Regions from separate parts of the Mus musculus genome. Here region 1 is linked to region 2. The links are chromatin contacts, called in public HiChIP or PLAC-seq maps. All regions are on one chromosome and are shown on one strand. Each heading gives the region's core, a stretch centred on a gene start, on an enhancer-like site or on the middle of the called end of the contact. The rest is flanking DNA. Distances are from core to core; before and after follow the strand shown. Region 1 has its middle 37 kb from the start of Mir680-3. Region 2 holds the start of Snx13 (sorting nexin 13).

The links. HiChIP or PLAC-seq counts read pairs in DNA pulled down with a chosen protein or histone mark.
Region 1: a contact with region 2 is called in an H3K4me3 HiChIP or PLAC-seq map of pro-B cells, with 2.5 times the contacts expected there. The contact joins the enhancer-like site here to the promoter of Snx13 in region 2. A contact is called at or near these places in 6 of 39 promoter capture datasets (the 3T3-L1 cell line, 3T3-L1-derived adipocytes, the HPC-7 cell line and 3 more), 10 of 484 Hi-C or Micro-C datasets (the HL-1 cell line, the MNK3 cell line, adipose-derived mesenchymal stem cells and 7 more), 9 of 115 datasets of contacts at active chromatin or transcription factors (the 230-238 cell line, acute myeloid leukemia, bone marrow-derived macrophages and 5 more) and 1 of 9 other capture datasets (adipose tissue).

What each region holds. Positions count from the first base shown.
Region 1 is chr12:35,155,270-35,159,893 of GRCm38.p6, forward strand. No RefSeq gene overlaps it. Among named protein-coding and RNA genes, the nearest start is that of Mir680-3, 37 kb to the right of the region's middle. Within about 2 kb of position 2,047, at least 17 of the 459 cell types and tissues checked have an H3K27ac peak or open chromatin away from gene starts, as enhancers often do. A contact at or near this core is called in pro-B cells, where this site is marked.
Region 2 is chr12:35,045,376-35,049,986 of GRCm38.p6, forward strand. Snx13 (sorting nexin 13) reads left to right here and starts at 1,814. Exons shown (of 26, transcript NM_001014973.2): 1 at 1,814-2,036. The coding sequence starts at 2,022.

The sequences.
Region 1 (4,624 bases), core at 797-3,296, 110 kb after region 2:
CTTTAGCCCTGGCTGTTTAGAAACTTTCTTTGTAGACCAGGCTAGCTTTGAACTCAGAGGTCATATTTCCTCTGCTGGCATTAGAGGTATTCTCTGCCAGGCCAGGTTTACCCTTGTTTGTAAGTGATGTTTGCACTGCCCTTTGCTCTTTGTACTTTCTCAGTATTTGTTGATGTACAGATTATTTTTAGGTAAAATACAGATTTATTGCATGGGTAAATTACCAAATTTTTAAGCAGTAAAGTATTTAAAATGTCTATCCCTGGCAGCCGGTACACAGAGGCCACCCTCTGCTGTTAACTGCAGGACTAGTGAGTGAGTTAGCCTTCTACTTTCAGAGTCCATTTATCTCTATGGAGGTGTAGTCATCGAGGTTAAACTTGAAAGGACTCAGTTTAACATTTCATAAGAAGAACATTGCATCGTCTAACACTGAAGTTTAGAGTGGCCCTTTAGAGTTTTGACTGATGATTAATCATACGTGGTAATATTTCTTGAGTTTTGACATTCAAATGGTTTGCACACTTTATCTCAGATGTCATTGAAAGGATCACCATGAGATGAATGTTAGTATTGTCCTATTCTGTACCTTCAGAGACTTAATTACAGGGTCAGGACACGCAACCTGTTCAAAGTCATGTTGCTGAGACTTGGTGCATCCAGAATTCCACTTTGTTCTCGGTGACTACATAACTCTACCTATAAATAGTATGTAAAACAGGACCAGGTTGAAATCCTAGCTCGTAAGGAATGAGACTGGATTTTGAATAACAGTGAGGTAAACCCAGGCCATTAAAGCCTGACAGCAAAGGCCATGAGAGAGGAACATAAGTGCTTGGCTGTTTCATGAATCTGAGGTGACAGTGTGCTGGAGGCAATGATGTCATCATCACCTTGTGTGCAGTGTCAGGAATGGATCGTCCTCTTTGTATTATCAGTTCTTACCCCACTCCAATAATTTGGAAAGAAAGGAAGCAAGTTCTAATAATTGTCAGAGGTAAAACTGTAGCAGGCACTTACTTCTATGAACATTATACATTCTGAGCTCCAATTTCAAGAAGAAACGAAATTTCTAAGGTGGTTTACTTGGAATAGCAGAAGGAAGAGAAGACCAACGATGTTTAGTTTGCGTCTGAGCTGAATTGAGGGCTGAACAAGCGAGCAGACATGCCAGAGCTATAATCCCAGCATGGACAGAGAACCTTCTGGGATAAAGTCTGCCCCAAGAGAAGGAAGGGGACACAGCATGCTAGGCTACTAAGAGAAGAATGGGGTATCTGATGCTCAATAGATTATTTTAAATTCTACTGCTTTGAATCCAAAAGGTGAAGGCTATCGTGCCAGAGTAGGTCAAGACGAGCCATCCCAGCATCCTGAGAACAAATGGTATCAGAAATTTGAATGCTAGCACAGAGAGACAGCCCTGTGACCCAGAGTCCATAAGGTGTAGGAAGGATAGAATGATCCTGGGCAGCCATGGTGGACATTCCACGGGTGGTTGCTAACACATGCAGCAAGTCTGAGCAGGCAAGAAAGGAAGGGTTCCAGAGATTAGGCCAAGCAACAAGGATACTTCCTAGACCAATTCCAGAAGAGGTGAGGCATAAATACAGCCGCCGGTCCTGACAACAGCCATACAGCAACTGAGGGTTGGTGTGCAGGTGACATGGCCAATGCCTACTAGCATAGGAAAGAATTGTAGAGCTATTGTCTTCAGAGTGGGTTCAGAATTTATGAATCATCAGAACATCTTTAAGACAGCTGGATTGTGACAAGCCAGTCAATGCTATGGTCGTGAAAGCTTACAGCTTCCTAATAGAACGCTGAGGCTTCAGATAGTCACCTCACAAGCCGGTATGTCACAATAAGGGGCACCATTACGTGGTTCAACCATCTTTGTTGAAGAGCTTCTAAAAGACCAGTATCTGGGACTCTGCCTCGCATAGAACAGTTGCAATGAAGATTGTCTTGGATTTGTCTCAGCAGCAGGTGCTAATTCTTCTTTCCTGGACATCAAAAGAGCAAATAAGCATGAAATGTGCCCTGCTGTAGCCACGCTGCTAATCACACAAAAAGAACTGAAACTGGGGAGTTGTGTGCAAAAGCCCTTTGGCACCTGTTTTTGTCATCTTTTTTTTTTTTTCCCACCGAATTTTACACCTTTTAACCTACTTTGTTTGTGGCTGCCTGTCTTCCCAGCTGTCCAGGCTCAGAGAGGGTGGGGGAAGGGAAAGGGAGGCAGATAGGGGAGGATGCACACATGTGTGTGTGAGAGCTAGCATGCGCTCGTGCACACACACACACACACACACACACACAATCTCTCAATGCAGCTGGTGGTGTTGAAGCTTGACATGGATCAGGGATTAAGCCAAAAGCACTGGCCACATTACATCAAGACTGAGGACCAGCAAGAACAGTGCCTCATCCCATTACTGGTAACTTGAGACTGTGGATCTTTCGTGTGGTGTGCAAAGCTCAAAATCTCAGGACATTTATTGTATCCAAACAAAGGTTTATAAAGGACTTTAAAGGAACACTGGGTCAGCTCGTGGTCCATGATGAGCTTTGCGGTGTGAGTAGTCAGGCTCTGTCCTTCCCTCCTCTCTTCCTTGCCGCCTTCTGTTTCTATAACTGAACCTAGGACCTTGTAAATGCTAGCAAGTTCTCATACTGTGCTACATCACTGTCCTTTGTAATATGAATTGACTTTGATTAGAGTAGACTTCATGACCTCCTCCTCCTCCTAAAGCTCTAATTTTGGTGGACGTTTTGGAGAATGTGGGAAGACCCTAGAAGCTAACATTGGATGCACATACCTAGGTATTTTGAAAGATTGCTTTGAGTCCTGAGCTTTCCGACAATGCCAGGTAGACATAGATGACCAGAGGTAGTATGAATCATGTCCTCAGGTAGACATAGATGACCAGAGGTAGAATGAATCATGTCCTTTAACGCATTCTAAGTTGAAGTTACTGTGATTTGAGAATGCGCTCAGTTCACTCCCAAACATTAATGTAACCACTGTACAGAGTATTGGTCACTGTGACTGTGACTGGCTTGTGGGTGTGGCTTGCATTGCCTCCCAGCATCACCATATACTGCATATTGCTATACAGGAAAGAGGCCAGGGTTAAACGCCCCAGCTTGCTTTCTGTTGAATGCCTCTTGCCTTTGTACCACAGTAAAGCAGACCCACCAGTTAGAGGCCATCTAGACTTCCTGCTCCAAGCCACACACGGTGAATTTAGTCCAGGTTCTTATTACTGCTATATTTCAAAAGTTAAATCACCTATAGAATTAAGGAGGTAAAATATAAACGTGAAAGTCATCCAGAGAGAGGTCCAATCCCATGGCCAGGAGAGTATTTCTTGTTTTTTTGTTTTGTTTTGTTTTTTAATTCTTTCTTTTTTAGAATTAATCTCTTTTAATTAGGTATTTTCCTCATTTACATTTCCAATGCTATCCAAAAAGTCCCCATTACACCCCCCCCCACTCCCCTACCCACCCACTCCCACTTTTTGGCCCTGGCGTTCCCCTGTACCGGGGCATATACAGTTTGCAAGTCCAATGGGCCTCTCTTTTCAGTGATGGCCGACTAGGCCATCTTTTGATACATATGCAGCTAGAGTCAAGAGCTCCGGGGTACAGGTTAGTTCATAATGTTGTTCCATCTATAGGGTTGCAGATCCCTTTAGCTCCTTGGGTAGTTTCTCTAGCTCCTCCATTGGGGGCCCTGTGGTCCATTCAATAGCTGACTATGAGCATCCACTTCTGTGTTTGCTAGGCCCCGGCAGTGTCTCACAAGAGACAGCTATATCAGGGTCCTTTCAGCAAAATCTTGCTAGTGTATGCAATGGTGTTGGCGTTTGGAAGCTGATTATGGGATGGATCCCCGGATATGGCAGTCTTTAGAGGTCTGTTTCTGGTCAAAGCACGGCAGGAAAGGCATTTCTGTGACTTTCCCAGGATGATAAGGTAAAAATGCAGTACTCTAAACACACCATAAGTTTATCCTAAGGAATAAAATGATAGTTGAGCACAAAGGCCTCAGGCTGCTTCAGAAATGGAAAACACCCTCCCCCAAAATAAAATGAGGCCAAGACTGTGCTGAAATTTGTATGTGAATTTGCTTCAGGAAAGAGAGTAGGCATCTCAAACCAGAGGTGGGGAGCAAGGAGGCAGAGGAAGAAGGCAAGTTAAAGTTGTAAGTTGTCCTAAATAGGCATGTTTACATCCCACCTGTATGTCATTACAATCTTAAACTAGTCTACAAATTCACATTGTAAAGGAATCTTAGGAGCACCAGAAGAAAAGAGAATTCCTTGGCATTCCTGAAACGAGGAAGATGTTTCTAGTGATGACTTGAGAATCCAAGAGGCATGAAATGAAATGAAGGGTTCATTAAAATGCATAACAATCCCTCCAACTTGTAAATTATTCTTAAGCAAAGCTGACAACTTGTAATTAACCTGAAAGCCACCAAAATGCACACCGTATTCACAGGTCTCTCCCAAATTATTTTTAACAACATGCTTTTCACTAGAAAGGCTGTGTGGTATACAGCCTCATCTTGCTCTTCGGCTCAGTGGGGGCTTCTGGCACTTTTTCATAGTGTGTTTCA
Region 2 (4,611 bases), core at 564-3,063:
CCAGGCTTACAACGTTCTGAATGCTTAAGGCACACCCATGTCACAGCACAGGTTTGTGTGCAAATCCATTCTGCTTTCACAAGGGTCTCCCTTAGCTACGGATGGCCTTGAACTGGCTTTGCTTACTTATTTCTAACCTGACAGTAACCTTGTATTTCTAACTCTCCAGGCATCACAGCCCAAGTGCTGGGATCACAGGCATTTGTTGCTACACCTGACTTAAGTGGTCCTGGGGATTTAATGTTGGGCTCTGAGCATGTTCAGCTAGGGCTCCTAGTTTGTCACCTTTAAAAAAGGGAAAACATCTTATACAAAAGGAAATTGATGGAAAAAGTGGAACAGAATACCCAGGGAAGCCACCTAAATTACAGTTTTAATTCAATAGTCGGTATTTTAAACATTAATGAACCTTCTGCATTCTTATTTACAGGATGGAACAGTATCTTCTTTCAGGTTCCTTGTTGTCTCTTCTCTTGGTTTCTCTCAGTATTAACACAGTTTGCATTTTCCAATCTTGTTTCCTATTTATAGATTAATCTGCCAGTGCTTCAATTATATTTGGTTGTATTGCAGACGTTAGAATGCACTTGTTCCAGTAACAGAAAAATTATATATATATAAGTTGCCCAGTAAAAAACAAACAAAAAAACCCAACTTTGCTATAAACTCACTGAATGGAGCAGTCGGGGCTTTTCTTCAAAGTCTGTATGACATCTTAAATGAAATTTTATTTTGGGGGACAGAACAGAATAGAGATAACACAGGGTTTGTAATGCACTTGCTTTATTCACTGTGGTGAGAATGAGTACCTCCTTAAATTACATTTAGCACAATAGTACCATTGTTAAGTGCAGATTCCATCACAAAGGAAGTAACTACTGGCTTTAGTTTTCCACAATTTCTTTTATAAACTTTTTCTTCTTCTTTTTTTTTTTTCCCGGTAAGAATGAGATACAAGTGTTTTATTTTTCAAGCCCAAACACTTCTCAGTTTCACTGTAAATTGGTTTGTAACAGCAGAGGCATGAAAAGAAAACTACTTCACGGGCAATTCAGGAAGAAGCGAGTGATTTTTACTGTCATTCCTGTAGAAGTGGACCGAGATAGTTGTCACGGTATCAGCAGTTCTAGCCACAGAACTTCGGAGTTCAGTCTCATTTTATTCGTAACTACTTACAGAGACACATGCTGAAATGCGTTCACTGTGATATATAAACATATATATATATATATATTTTTTTTTTTTGAATTCCCAATAAAGCCATAGAGACTACAGCTACCGGGCAAAAGCTGCTTGATTTTTAAGACTATGAAAGAAACACTAAGCCTTCAGGCTTGAGCAGGTTCTGGCCAATCAGCAAAGCAGTAGCCCTTAACTCTGCCAGGATCGGGGTGAAGGCGATCTGCCCTGATCGCGTCTACAACCTGTCGCGCACCCAGCACAGGACTTACTGAGCGCTGGGAGCAACAGAGGCAAGTTTCGGCCGAAGTTTCGGAATGAGGCGCGGCGCGGGCGGCAGTTTCAGGTCACCGCGCTGCGGAGGGGACCGCAGCCGAGTGTCCCGAGCACTCTACGGGCTCCACAGGGTCGGGGAGACGCGAGATGCCAGTTTCTCCGCCGGCACCCAGCCTCCGCTGCGCCACCAGCCCGCAAACCCGCCACCACGGTGGCCCGGGATCCAGCCCGCAGAGGAGGTCCCGGGTCGCGCGCGGCCCAGCCCCCGCCGCCGACCCTGCGCGCGCCGGCGCCATGGAGACAGTCACAAGACGCTCGCGCCCGGCGCGCCAGCCAATGGGAGCGCACGTCGCGGGGAGACGCGGACGTCGCTCTTCCAAGATGGCGGCGCGTCCGTCGCGAGCAGCCGGGCCGGGGGGAAGCCAGCGAAGCCGAGTAAAGCCGCCGCCCGGGACAGGACTGAAGCAGCAGTTGCCGCCGTTGGCGGCGGCCCGGGCAGTTTCCGCTGCTGCTACGGCTATTGCCATGCGGCGAGGCTAGGGAGGACCTCACTCCCCCGGGGTGTAATGATGTTAACAGAGGTAAGCGGCGCCCACTGTTTACCTGAGAGGCGGGTGAGCGGCCGGCGCCAGCCCGCCCGTCACCGACGCCGCTCCCGGCGCTGGGCCCGACCGGAGCCGAGGCCCGGCCGGCCGGGCTGGCAGCCGCCGGGTTCCCACAAGTGCCACCGAGTGGGCGCGGTGCTGACTCGGCAGAGTTCCACCTCCTCCTGCCGCCGCTCCCCTTCGCCCGAGCTGTCGCTCCTTCCTGGAGTCCGCTCCGCCTGCCCCGAGGCGGTCGTGGTCCCCGCGTCCCGGTGCTGGCCCTTGTCGGTGTCCCCGGCTTGCAGGGCCCTTCCCCTCCCGGCTGGGTCGGGTCAACCTCCTGGCGGTGGCAGCCGGCCTGAGCCCTACATTGGCTGCTCCGCGAAGTGAGCCAGGTTCCTCCAGCCACACTCGCTGGCCTCGCGCCCTCCTCCCCTGCCCCCACATCCCGTCACGTTCCTTCAGTCCCTGATCCCAAAGTTCAGTTTGGCATCCACCTTCCTGACCCGCGGATGGCCCCCTTGCTTCTCTCTGTGGGAACAGTTTTTCTCATTTGACCTGAAATGGAAGTAGGGCAGCAACGACGAACCAATCAGTTTCCCCTTCCTTAGTGCCCACTGTCCAGTGCAAAAACCAGACGTTTGAAGAAGTAGAGTTTGCCTGCACTAGCAGTACTTTAGGGGGAAGAACTTAATCGGTGCAGCTAGTTTAGTGACCAGAGGTGACATAGCTGGGCGAATGGTCTATTGCAGGTGTTGGATGTCTGACGCTTGTAGATTGGATAAAATCCCAGAGGCTGCTCCCTTAAGGTTCTGTGAGGATCCTAATGTCAGGGACCGGTTTGAACATCTTTGGGAGCTGATGTGAGGGTACTAAACCACGTTGATGGTCACTGGGAAGCAGTCCTACACGGGCCAAAAAGGACATTTTGAAATGGAAACATTGGAAACAAGTGGATTTTACTGTGTGAAAAGCGATGGCACAATAGGACACACTGGGTTCTCCAAGTTTTGGGAACTCGTCTAACTAAGTGCCTTGTACCTTAGTATCTGTTTTCATCTGTGCCCAGATTCTGGCAAACACGACGTGCCTGGGAAACCCCTATTGGTTGATTGTTAACTTAGGAACTACACATTTCTAGGAGTTAGACGTTCACTTTACGTTTCCTAATTCTACATATTTCCGAAGTTACTTACATTGTCACAGACTATGGTTATACATTGTCCTTAGTTGTGGATTTAAAAAGCAAGTAGCATCCCAAGTTTATTTTACTCTGATACTTAAGTGAGCAGCTGCTCTTACATCAGTATTAGTAACTTTTCAGTGGTGTCTATAATATATTAGCATGAAATATCTTTTTGATAAAACTTATTAGAGTTTTGATCTTTTCACAGGAAACTAGTGTGCTAATACAAGGGTACTGTCTTGATTCGGATACCCAGAGAGGATTCTAAACATCTGCATTTTATAGGACTTAATGTTTCAGTGAAGCCTTTTAAACAGGTCAGAGATTGTAGTAAGCTGTCCTTATGCTGTGTGTGTACATCAGTCTTGTTAGTGGCAGAGCCAGTGTTCCAATGCTGGCAGTGCCTGTAGAGCTATTTTATCAAGCTAACTTGATTTTATTTATTTTATCAAGCTGCCGCTCCAAAGTGAGACTCAGATTAAATTGTACTTTGATCTCATCTCCGATTTTCCGTAGACATTTTATAGATAAGCAGACTGAAGCCCAGAGACTTGTCCAAGGTCAAACAGTTATTAGTGGAATAGTTGACACTAGAAATCACATCTCCTGACTCAGCTCAGAGACCAACTATTTTGCTGAGCTGCTTTTCAGCTTTCTTGACCAATTTTAAAACATCTTACTTCCTCATCTGAATATTGCCATTAGTTGAACAGAAAAGAATTCATTACTTAAGAGTTTTAGCTTGTCATTTTTTTATAAAGCCCCACCAACTCCCACTTTGAAATATTGTAGATACAAATGACTTTGTGTGTCTGCAAGTGATGCCTTACACCAGTCAGTGAGTCTTAGGACTTAGGGGATGTGATTGAATTGTTAGGTCTCAAATCTAATGTGATGCGCTTAAGAAAGGTTTTTTTACTTTTTTTATTACTCATGTTTAGCAGGCATTTCCCTGGTCAGAAGGCAGTGAGTTAGGGTAGGTGATATTGCCACTATTAGCTGTGTGACAAAACAGATTGAGAAGGTGAAAATAACTTGATTAAAAACCACAGAGTAAGAGTCACACTTAAGCCTTCTTATTTGAAGTTGTGTGGTGTGTTGTGACCTCCCACACAATGTAGGCCCCTCACCTCCCTCTCCTCTTACCCCTTCTTCCTTTTTCCTCCTTTCTCCCATCCCTGCCCTTTTTCTGTTGTTTCCACTTCTGAGATTGTCACTATGCAAGTCTGACATTGTCACTATGCTAGTCTATAAAGGAAGCAAAGTGGAGGTACACACATGATCATAATATCAACAATAATGATTCATATGAAAATACTCACTTTTGCATTTGTCAAATTACACATTAAATTGACACTTCAGGAATGAGATAACATGAGTTATTCA